Linked DNA regions of Zea mays: all the other regions are linked to region 4. The links are chromatin contacts, called in public Hi-C maps. All regions are on one chromosome and are shown on one strand. Each heading gives the region's core, a stretch centred on a gene start, on an enhancer-like site or on the middle of the called end of the contact. The rest is flanking DNA. Distances are from core to core; before and after follow the strand shown.

The links. Hi-C and Micro-C count contacts between places; a contact is called where the count stands out from the background.
Region 1: a contact with region 4 is called in a Hi-C map of leaf, with 2.9 times the contacts expected there. The contact joins the promoter of LOC103629098 here to the promoter of LOC100192049 in region 4. A contact is called at or near these places in 6 of 25 Hi-C or Micro-C datasets (bundle sheath, ear, leaf and 1 more).
Region 2: a Hi-C map of leaf shows a contact between it and region 4, with 4 times the contacts expected there. The contact joins the promoter of LOC103637774 here to the promoter of LOC100192049 in region 4. A contact is called at or near these places in 8 of 25 Hi-C or Micro-C datasets (bundle sheath, ear, leaf and 2 more) and 1 of 3 datasets of contacts at active chromatin or transcription factors (leaf).
Region 3: a contact with region 4 is called in a Hi-C map of leaf, with 4 times the contacts expected there. The contact joins the enhancer-like site here to the promoter of LOC100192049 in region 4. A contact is called at or near these places in 6 of 25 Hi-C or Micro-C datasets (bundle sheath, ear, endosperm and 2 more).

Annotation. Positions count from the first base shown.
Region 1 is chr9:2,219,983-2,223,075 of Zm-B73-REFERENCE-NAM-5.0, reverse strand. LOC103629098 (NF-X1-type zinc finger protein NFXL1) reads left to right here and starts at 1,480. Exons shown (of 1, transcript XM_008650302.3): 1 at 1,480-3,093. The coding sequence starts at 1,809.
Region 2 is chr9:1,799,729-1,802,802 of Zm-B73-REFERENCE-NAM-5.0, reverse strand. It overlaps LOC103637774 (potassium channel KOR1), which reads left to right and starts at 1,414. Exons shown (of 12, transcript XM_008660831.3): 1 at 1,414-2,101. The coding sequence starts at 1,848.
Region 3 is chr9:2,186,225-2,189,085 of Zm-B73-REFERENCE-NAM-5.0, reverse strand. No RefSeq gene overlaps it. Among protein-coding and RNA genes, the nearest start is that of LOC103639653, 25 kb to the left of the region's middle. Within about 2 kb of position 1,500, at least 17 of the 20 cell types and tissues checked have an H3K27ac peak or open chromatin away from gene starts, as enhancers often do. A contact at or near this core is called in bundle sheath, ear, endosperm and 2 more, where this site is marked.
Region 4 is chr9:2,054,522-2,057,406 of Zm-B73-REFERENCE-NAM-5.0, reverse strand. It overlaps LOC100192049 (MACPF domain-containing protein), which reads right to left and starts at 1,356. Exons shown (of 8, transcript NM_001365510.1): 1 at 818-1,356; 2 at 434-675; 3 at 41-242. The coding sequence starts at 1,111.

The DNA of each region.
Region 1 (3,093 bases), core at 231-2,730, 170 kb before region 4:
GCTGCTTCTAGCTTGATAGCATAATACGCTTGTACAGTCTCAGACGTGTTGCACACATCCATTCTCATCTCACCTTCTACGAGCACAGAGAGTGTGGGAGAGCAGGCCTCCGAAACCGCCGTCCGCAGAGAGACACTTGCATGGTGTGCGAGCGATCAGGTTTTTGGAGAGCGTACTCGCGTCTGCTCGCTTCGTCCGCTCGACCAGCACTGATAAAGTTCCTCGTCGTCGGCGCCGTTCGAGGGACTGCACTGCGTACATATGTCTGTGTTGACTGCGTACGACTACATCGAACATACACACGAGATGTCTCATGTGAATAGAGCCACTAATGCCTTGAGCATCGGTCCCTCTGTAGGATACACTTTATTCTTAGCATTTATGTATATTTTACTGTTGATTACTACTTATGTGATGAGTAGTGATACACATATATAAATACATGTCGTCACATATATTATTCTAATTTTTTTATTAAATTAAAACTGAAAATGTAATTTTTTGATTAAATTAAAACTGAAAATGCTTACGGGGCGTTTGGATCCCTTCATTTTAGAGGAATTGGAATTCACTAAATAAAATAACTTATTTAGTTTGGAATTTGACATTCCACCGCTTTCCAAAGTTCAGATATTAGTCTATCTCAAATTCATGGGTTGGGAGATGGGAAATGATTTTATACAGTAGTAGAATTTGTTTCTACTCTATAACTTAAGTGACACTCTTTGTCTCACTCCTCTATAGTAAAAATATAGCACATAAATATCTCCGACATCTTGCTAATAATAGTATATAAATATATTTTGTATAAAAATAAATTAGCTTAATTGATATATGCATAAATTACTATTATTAGAATGAAATTCAATTCCAATAATTCAAACGGGGCGTTAGTGAAATTGATTCTCGTTGGAAGTGGTGTGGAGCACCCCGAGGGGCACGACCAGAATAAAAGTAACGTACGGATCCGGTTTTCCGAGATGCCTCCATGTCCGTGGCGCCCAAGTTTCCTGCTTTGACTATGACAGAACAAAAACAGCTTTTCTGAAACGAAAAACAAAAGTGGGAGTATGCGTCTGGCAGAATGAGAGTGTAGGCATACTCCCCATATTTTTAAATAATTCATATTTTACAATTTAAAGTTTGTTTTAAAATATTTAATCTTAATTTTAATTTTTTCTAATATTTTATATTCTCATTAGATCTTCATCTTTACTTCTCTCTTTCCACCCATTAGCGCTTTTGATTTCTTTTTAAATTTCGTGTTCAAACCTATATTATTAAATATTTAAGAAGGAACGAAGTGCAATATATATCTCCACACTTTTTGGTTTCTCTGTACGAATCGATTTTTTTTACAACACCTTTTTTTTTTCTTTTTTGAGTTTTAGTTGACAATTGACGATGTCCCGATCTATCGGTACCACAGCAACGCCGGAGGCCGGAGGCCGGGAGTAATACACACGTGGTGACGTCACCGCCGCAGAACTGAACCGACCCGATCGTATCGCACCATACACCTCGTCATCTCGAACCATCCGCGGACAGAACCAGGCCTCCTCTCTCCTTCCTCTTCCCCCATCCCCCTCGCCGGATCGCCGTCCTCTCCAAGGCTCCTCCCAATCAAATACCCTCCCACCCCTCCCGTTACTCACCACCACTATCCTCCTCCGCCGCTGTATCCATTCCCCCCACCCCCACCGCACTCCACCCCCTTCACCAACACTCTTCCATACCCCACCGCTAACCCAGACCCGACGGCGGGCGGCGCCGCAACCCTAGGGTTACTCCTCCCCTCCCGCCGCCGTATGCAGCCCTCCACCGATCGCCGCCGCGGAGGTGGACCCGTGGCCACCGCCTCCCGTGTGTGGCGAGCCCGCCCCGCCGCCTCTTCCCCCGGCTCCGCCGCGGGCCCCGCCGCCGCCGGCCCGATTTTGCCCCTCCCTAGCTCAGCCCCGGAGGCCCGCCCGCCCCGCCGCCGCTCGCGCCGTTCCAACCACGGCAACAACCAGAATCACCGCCCCGCCGCGCCTCAGGAGCAAAACGACAACGCAGGACACCGTCGCCGCGGTCCGCCGCCGGAGAGGCCGGCTCCCGCGCCGCCTGCCCCTGCCCGTGAGCACGCACCGGCGCCTGCGGCGGTGGAGACTCGGGGCGATGGGGCGGTGCCGCAGCTGGTGCAGGAGATCCAGGACAAGCTCGCCCGCGGCGCGGTGGAGTGCATGATCTGCTACGACATGGTGCGGCGGTCGGCGCCCATCTGGTCCTGCGGCAGCTGTTTCTCCATATTCCACCTCCCTTGCATCCGCAAGTGGGTGCGCTCCCCGGCCTCCGCCGCCGACGCATCCCCGGCAGCAGACCCCGCCTCCCTCTCCTGGCGCTGCCCGGGGTGTCAGTCCGTGTACGCCACCCTGGCCCGCGACCTCGCCTACACCTGCTTCTGCGGGCGCCAGAGAGATCCCCCCAACGACCATTTCCTCACACCCCACTCCTGCGGCGAGCCCTGCTCCAAGCCCCTCGAGAGGGCGGAACCCCTTTGCGCCAAGGGTGAGGATGTTGACGCCACCAGGTGCCCGCACGTCTGCGTCCTTCAGTGCCATCCGGGCCCGTGCCCGCCATGCAAAGCATTTGCTCCGAATCGACCTTGCCCCTGCGGGAAGGAGATCATCGGGCGGCGGTGTGCGGACCGGAGCACGCCTGTTACCTGTGGCCGCCCTTGTGAACAGCTGCTGCCTTGCAAAAGGCATCGCTGCGAGAAGGTTTGCCACACTGGTTCTTGCGGGGATTGCGCTGTTCCCATTTCTGCACGGTGCTTCTGCGGGAAGAAGAATGAGACACTGCAATGTGGAGATATGATGGTAAAGGGGAAGCTGTCTGAGGAGGACGGGGTGTTTTCTTGCAACGAGGTGTGTGGCCGCACGCTTGCCTGTGGGAACCATGCTTGCAAGGATATGTGCCACCCAGGGCCTTGTGGGGAGTGTGAGCTCATGCCAGGCAAGGTCCGTACATGCCATTGCGGCAAGACCAGGCTGCAGGAGAGGAGGGCGAGCTGCTTGGACGCAATTCCCACCTGCGACAAGATATGCGATAAGA
Region 2 (3,074 bases), core at 165-2,664, 250 kb after region 4:
TCAACCACCAAAAATAATTGTGGGAAAAAGTTAACCTTATTTACCTTTCAGTAGGTTATTTGTTGGAATTTGACATTCCATCGCTTTCTAAAGTTTAGATAAAAGTCTATCTCAAATTCATAAGATGATGGGTGGAAATTAATTTTATTTATCACTATTCTATGTTTCTACTCTACAATTTGTAACACGCTCTTCGGTTCATTCCCATATAGTAAAAATATAGCATATATATACCTCCCCAATATAGTCAACAATAGCATATAAATAAATTATGTATAAAAACCTTTTTAGCTTAATTAATATATGTCATAAATTATGATTATTATAGTGAAATTCAATTCCACGGATCCCAACGGAGCCTAAGATTATTCTTATTATATCATATTGTACTTCTTCTATTTTAATATATAAAATATTTTAACTTTTCTCGATATATAAAATATTATTATGTAATTAGATATACAATATATATAGAAACATACTTAAAAGTATCGTATTGAAACATTAAAATGTCTTATTACTTAATGTGGGAGTGAGTATATAATTAATGAGCGCAATATAGGATCTTTTGGTGGCATATCAAATAATTTAAGAGTTTAATATGTAAGAGAAGAAAACTATATATAAAATTATGGTGACATAGCTTGGTTTACTATGTCTAATACCAAGACAAATAACCTACTCTATTATATAAGATTAATTTAATGTATGACTAGTCTATGACATAGCTAGTAAATTCATTTTTTTATATCCATACACACAAACATACAACATCTAATCTATACCTCATTATATAATCCACCACTTTAAACTTTGTAAAACCCACCAAACCAAATTATCCTTACACCCATGGCCTCCACAAAATTCACCAAATAAATTATACCTAAACTTAACACATCATCAAAACAACGGTTCAAATTGTTATATAAACCTCTCTTCCTTACTCACTCAAATGCAATGGACAATATTATTTAGATCATCTATCATCGCTTCATCTCCCTCCGCGTCCCCGCCATCCCCTCTCCTCATCCGTGTCACCGCCGCCGTGCCGTCAACCCTTTCTCTCGCGCCGTTATCGTCATAATCGTCGTCGATCCCTATCCTACATGGGATCGTAGCGTTAGCATGCACTGTATACTAATTATTTTAAGTGGTGTTGCATTGAAAAGGGTTAAGAGAGGATGCATTTTTTTCAAAAAAAAAAGTTAGAAAAAAACACCTATGATTATGAAACATAGATCAAAGGTCACACATAAGTACATAGACACATTACGTTAGTTAAGCAAGAAAACTAAATAAATACATCTCCCATCCCATGAAACAAATCCTTGTGGTTTTGCCTTCCCGGCCCTTCGCTTTCCCGGCATCCCCAGGGGCCAGGGCTATGAGTCTCCCGCCTCTGCCGTGCGGTCTATCCACCAGTGATACAAACCCCTTTGGTTTTGCCTTCCCGGCCCCTCGCTCTCCCGGCATCCCCAGAGGCCAGGGTTAGGAGTCCCCCGCCTGCCGTGCCGTCCATCCCACATCACCGCCTATCACCGGAGGACGACGCATCTATCCCCTTTTCCCTTGCTGGTTTCCTCGCCGCGGTTTAAACCCTTTCACGGCTTGCCCTGCTCAGTGCTCAGCAGCTTTGCCCCCATCGTTCCGTGAGCTCAGCCTCTCCGCCTATAAATGGCAGCCCCGCCCCCCTGCAAGTTCAAACGCACGCCGCACGCTCGCAGCCGCCCGACGACCGTGGCCCCCACCGTCACCATCTCCTGCCACAGTGCCACCGCCATCACTGCCCCGCTCGGGATTCCTTCCTATCGCTGCCGCTGCAAGCCGTTGGTAACGAAGCTGCGATAATGGTGATGGGGCTGGGGTCGAAGCGTAGGGTGGCGGAGGGCGGCACGGAGCCCGAGGAGGAGTCCTCGGAGGAGTACGAGGTGGAGGAAGTGTGCGACCACATCGCCTCCTCCCGTGGCAGCCGCCTCGCGCTCTTCGGCTCCGACCTCCGCCTCGGCCGCTTCCGCCCGCGCCGGCGCAGGCGCCGCCCGCTCGCCGGGGAAGGCGCCGCGGAGGGCTTCCTCCACGACCTCGTCATCCACCCCGACAACAGGTACGTGATCGACGCTGTTCCCTGCTGTCCACGCGATATCGTTAATTTGCTTTCGAAGCTTCCAGTTTCGCGCGCTGGCTGTCGGTTGTTCTGGAAGCTGGCGGCGGCGAAGCGACGCGGCGCGCTAGATTTCTCGGTTTCCTCCGATCGTATGGCTCCGCCGAATCGCCCCACAATTGATCGACTGCGAGTCTACCACCCCAAACCAATATTGTTTTCGGTTTTCTAAATTCATACCCTTAGTTCTATTGTTTTTATATAAAAACGTTCATCCTCTGCTTATAATATTTGAAGCTCCAGCGGTGAATGTGAATCTCCAATAATTTTCTTTTACTTTTTAAAGCCTTTGGGTTGGTCGATTTGACGCGTCGGCTGAGGCTGTGGATCAGCCAAAAATCCTATGCATCCGGGATACACTCATCAATTTAGAGGATGTTTGGTTTATAGCCACTAAATTTTAACCCCTCCATTTTATTTAATTTTAGTCTCTAAATTGTTAAATATATAAAATGAAACTATATTTTAGTTTTCGTATTTTACAATTTAGTAACTATAGTAACTAAAATAGAGAAACTAAAAATTAGTCTCTAAAAACTAAACACCTCCTTATATTCCCTCACATCTGTCACACACGAACATATAAAAAAAGAGCAAACAGTCAAAGGTTTTGATGTCTGTTCGTGAGTCTGCAGGTAGTGAATGTAAAGGGCTTCAAATAGATGGATTTGCATCCCACATGCATAATGTTTTTTTCCCGTAGATCACTATGCGACATTCAGCTGACGGTGAACAGACTGTGCGTCAGCATCCCAGCCGCAAATTTCTCGCTACTTGATGATGAGCCCGCCAGATACGCAAGCTACTAGGTTGTAGCTGGACAGTCACCCAGGTCACGGGGTAGACTTTAACGGCCACACAAATATGAGCCTTGATCCATTAAAAAAATTGCTTTAATTCAATCACGCTGCTAGCT
Region 3 (2,861 bases), core at 251-2,750, 130 kb before region 4:
AGAAAGAATGGCAAGAACAATGCCGAACCAACCAGTGAAGACCATAGCCCAAACCTACCAGTAGCAATACTCCCAAATACCAAGACATTCAACTACCTCTCTGTAACACCCCAACACTCATTTTGAGAAGATAGTAAAATTTTCCAAAGATTTTGAATTAGAATATTTTTTTAGAATTCTCATAACTTTTGAAGTCTCATCTCCTAAAATAAATGTTTTATAATGAAGATTCAATAAAAGTATTCTTATATAAATTATCCTTTGTTGAAATTTATAAGTATTATATAAGGATAAATGTTAGAGCATCTATTAATAGAGAAACTATTTTTCTTAAAATAATTATGTGTGATCTACATATCCAAAAGCATTTGCTTATGTAGGATATTAAATAAATGAATACATAAAATAATATGAATATTGCATCACAAGCTGAGTTTTTTTATTCTGCATCTAATTTGAGTTTGAAAATCCAAAATATATTCATAATTGAATTTGGCAAATAAGAAAACAGAAAAGATTAAAGGAAAAAGAAAAGAGAATAGATACTTGGGCTGTTTTCCCCTCTTCGGCCCAGTCTGCACATCACCAGACGACCCATCATCACCACAAACTCATCTCACGCGGCCCAAATCCCGCTGCCTCGCGCGCTCCCATTCAATGACGATTGGGTCCCACGCGTTAGCCCATTCCCTCCATGGTGCCACTGCGCGCGCGCTCAGCCTGCATGGCCGTAGGGGCCGACAGGCGGGGGCCGTCTGTCAAACACCCTCGCGCTGACACATGGATCCAGGAGAAATTTCTCTGCTGCGCACGCGCGGGCACCGAGTGGTGGGGCATGGGACAACGCCCACCATGCCCTGTCGTAACAACCTCGGCATGGCCGTGCGAGGAAATCTCGTCGGTGGACCAACCGCGTGGACTCTCCCCGCGTCTCTACGCTATAAGGTCACCTCCCCTGGCCACCTGTTCCTTGAAACCAGTTTTGTCGGCCATGAACGCCAACGTGAGGGAGAGTTGCCGCTGGGCGGAGTGAAGGTTGTTGCCGCTGGCCAATCGGAGGGAGTGCCGTCGTCTGAGTTAAGAACACGGCCAGGGAGGCTCGGCCTATCCTGGCGGATGTGTCTGTGGCGTTGTTTGGAGGGGTGATCGATCGGAGGGCTGGCAATTGCTTGCCGACGATGAAGCTTCGTCAGGGGATCACACTGCTCTGCGGATGGGGTTTTCGCCGCGCTGTGCACTGGTACGCCACCCCTTCATGTTCACACCAGCGTTTGCCCTCCTCCCGGTAGCGCTCGGATTAGGCCCTAGAAGCTCGGATGAGCGCATCTCTGGCGAAATCTAGGCCTCGGATCGGCGGTGCTACCGCGTGTGGGTTGCGGGAGGTGGAAGAAAGATGTTGGCCGTCGTTCTGGGGATCAGTGGTTGTGACTAGGGGAGTCGTACCGTTTCGCCTTGGGGTTATCTCGGGCGTTCGATCTCAATTGGGCGGTCGGGACTAGTGATCTAAGTAATTAAATCAGAACCATCGATCTCGGAACCTAGGGCTAGCAAGAGATACAAGTTCATAATCTATCTGTAGCCATCGAATCTAGATCTAGCGGACCACCTGTGCCCGTACCCGTCCGACCGTGGCAAACTTAATAAAGAGTCTATGTGGTTTATTATATTTAACCCACAGTTCATGGCTATAGTAGAACCATTGCACCAAGTCCGTTTTCTTTCAGATCAGACCCCCGAACTTCTGTAAATAGTGTCCATAGTCCAGCGAATCCAGGAATTTGTAAACTAAATACAGAAAATGATTTTTGTATAAAAAATTATAGAGAACCTAGGGAATTCATAACTATTTCATTTTAACTCTAATTTGACCCGCTCAAGTTGTGTTATCTTCATAATGATTTTGCCTACACTTTAGTAACTTTATTTTGTCATGAAACATATTCTTGAAAATAATTAATTAATCTCTAGTTATCAAATTAACTTTTCTAATACAGGTTAAATGTGATATTATAATCGATTCCTCCATAAGTGGTGAAGATATGATTTCCAATTAAGATATAACTTAAATTACTGTTGAATTAGTTATTTCCTTAATGTATTTTCTCACGTTATTTTATTAATCAACATATAATATAGTTTTATTGTTTAAACACCTAAACTTCAGAAAACTAAATCTTTTGAACCATAACTCTGATTCTAGTGATTCTCGAACCCACAATCTCGTAGCAGCGCGTAGAATATTCTTATGGTGTTTGTTCTCATGTTTGGTATAATGTTATTTTTATGTACTTCTTGTCTATTTGTATGTATTGCTACTAGTACCAGCGAGGTTACGGGTCACCCGGAGACCAATTTGGTGAAGTATCTGGGATCCCAAGTCTAAGGCAAGTTATGCCCTTGATCACTCTTCTTTACCTAATAATATTCTTGTTCATCAATGTGACATGCTTAGGTTAATTTGATGGGACCTAATAGGTTTCCCTAGTTTGTTTACCCCACCCCTTGCAGACAACTGAACTATTGGGTAGACATGCTATTGCTCTACCTGGTCTTGAGATTAATGTTACATTTGAATTATGACCATATTCCAATTATGTTGTTGTTTTAGTTATTGTTCATGACAAGATCATCATGTTAATTGGAACATGGAGCTTAACTTGAGATAACCGTGCTACCACAAGGGTGGAATGGGACACCTTGGCTTACTAATTAGGAAATCTAGTGGAGGACTACCTTACTGAAAGGGAAATATGCCCTTGGACCATTTCTAAGTATTTTGGTGATTAAGTGCCCAACACAAATGGTTTAAGTGTTCAATTGTGCCAAAGACTCAAGCAGTGAAAATCAAGATACAAGGTATG
Region 4 (2,885 bases), core at 107-2,606:
GAGGGGGGGTGTTGAGCTGCTCTGGTCTGGTGTCGCTGACCTTAGATTTGTGTTCCCTGAGTTTGCGGTTGGAAGGGGGCAGGGTGCAGGTCCCGGTGAAGAGCTGGTCACCGAGCCTGTCGAGGTGCTCCTTGATCTCGGACGGGGACAGCGGAGACGACCTGTCCTGCTTCACGTACACCACGTCCTGCCCACCCAAGCCCAGCCCGACAACGATGTGGGTCCCGTACCTCTCGATGAAACTGCATGCTCACAGTCACAATTTTCGGTTCAGGGGGCCTGGAAGGTTTGAACAGGTCTAATAAGTCCTGGCATTGCAGGAAGCTTTCAACTCGCCGGCTGCTGTGCGATTTTTTCACACACCACGTGGCACAAGCATGTGGGGGACGATTTCGCATCGCACCCTTGGAATTGGAAACCCACATTATTTTACCTTGCTATGGCTGCCGGGTCCCATGCCGCCGGCACGTCGCCGACGACGTGGTCGGCGAGGGCGAGCGGCCGGCAGTCGAGGCGGAGGTCCAGGAGCGAGATGAAGTAGCCGTCGAAGGCGAGGCACTTGGTGGCGGCGGCGTCCTCCGCCCACGAGCCGCTCTCCAGGTCGAAGCAGGAGTTGAAGAGCCCCGACGGGATCTTCCCCGCCAGCGAATTCCGGTGGTTGAACGCCTCCGACATCTGCACCACCAGGTCAACATCGCAAAATCGAACTCAAGAAATTACGCTTTCAGCTTCGACGACTTTGTTTGTTTTTTTTCCCCACCCCCTCCCTACTCCAGTACGCAAGAAAGAAACTTGGCAGCAGGAAGAACAAACCAACCTTGTTGAACTCGAGCACGTCGGACCTGAACCTGATCCGGTCGCCCTTGCCGCACCTGACGTCGGCGGGCAGGTCGGCGACGACGCCGAAGCCCGGCACGACGGCCTTCTCCGCCGCCTTCCTCCCGGCGCTCCGGACGACCAGGCAGCCCCCCGCGTCCTTGCAGTGCTTCAGCCTCAGGTCGCCCGTCATGTCGACGCCCCTGCCGAGGCACCGCACCGCCTTCTCCACGGCCGCCGCGCCGCCTCCTCCGGCCACCGTGCCCCAGCCCGCCACCTCTCTGCTCCTAGCCATGTCTCCTTGGCTGCGTGATGCAACGATCCTGTTCTATCCTATTCCTAATTAACACGCCATTGTTTGAGCACCAGCTTGCCAAGAAACTTGCCAGGAGGAGGAGATGAAGCTGCTCAGGATGTCAAACAAGGCTGGTGACTGATCGTTCCTCTTCTTCGCGTGTCCTGTCCTCGGCTTAGCTGGGACAAGCAAGCAAGCAAGGCTGGTGACTAATTGGAGTTTGACACTTGCGGCATGCAGCTGGGAACACGTAATGGAGAAAATGAAGACTCCATCCAACCTGCAGGGGGGTTGGTTTATATATATATAGGGAGGGAAAGGAGAGAGGCGATGACAGTGGGAACTGGGACATGGGTTAGCCAGAGCCTAGGTTGACTGCGGAATTTGTTTCCTTCGGCACAAATTCTTGAATGGAACCGTTTCCGCCATTATTTTATGGGTGGCCAAGATTTACCGCTCCAGCTTGATGGGCACCGCCGAATTGAAGGGCGAAGGCGTCAAAACCGCTGGTTTATTTTATTCGTCGGGACACGCACACGCCGCCGTCGACTGTAGTTTGTAGTAGCCTGCAGAGCTTCGATCGATCATGTGGTCCTCAAAACGCTGCAGATTTCAGATCGTTTCGATACCATCCGGAACGTAACCATCAGAGGGACGCCGCCGAAGGCCCGAGCTCCATTGATGTCCCTATCGCGTCACGTGCCATGCGCACCGGAATGTCTTGCCTATGAACAGATCAGGAAATCAGAGTGGCTCACCTGGTTGGTTGTGTTCAACGACTTTCTGTGAGCGCTCTTGTCAGAAACGAGTCTTTAACAATTTTAAGCTTTGTTATTAGTCTGGTCTCATCAATCTCTTACGAAATTTCTCATACAAGTAGTTAGGGCGGGGCGTGTAAGCATCTACTCGTATAGATAAGTGTCCGTGCATATATATGGTACTCCTTAGTTCTTAAATATATGACGCCGTAAATTTTTAAGTCATACTCAAACAGTTTTAAGTGATAAAACAAAATATAATAAAATAAATAATAATTAAGGCGACCGCAAGAGAAGTAAATAGACACCAATGGATTTTCACTCAAAGATGATCTTGGCTTCCTTACCAATTTCATCCCTGAGCGTGATCATATGCCCTGAAAATTTCACGATGAGTACAAACGCCAACTAGTAGCTAGATATATACTAAAAGCTGGTTAGAGAACATAGCGAAAAAAATACTAGAATTGAGAATGTGAACAACCAAATAAAGACTTAAAACAATATTGAGTAAAATGGCTCTACTCGATCGGGGTGCAATACCAGATCATCCTATATAAACTTGAGTTGCCCCAGATTTTTGGATTGAAATAAACTAATGCATAAGGTAAAATAAAACAGTTGGATTGATTCGATTGGCTTGTGTGTATAGTGTCGAGCTAGTGGAAGTCCAAGGCTTCCATTAGTAACGAGAAGCCCTAGCCAATTAGCGGATTGGGGCAGCCCGCAGGTCTTCTGGTCCGGTCGGACCAAAGCGTAAATCATTTGCGAAAAAAGCATAAACCGGTTCATCTTTTAGCGTAAACTGTTGAGCTGTTTCGCGAACGAGATACACGAGAAAATCACAAACGATAAATGGTAGTTTCCGATAATATCGCATGGTATGCATGTCAGCGGAAATTCGATCCATAAATATATAGAGAATATTGCGTAACCGATTTTATTTAGTAGCGTAAATACAAAAACTGTTTCATAACAAACCGAGATAAAATCGCCCGGGTTGTAGTCACGTTTCC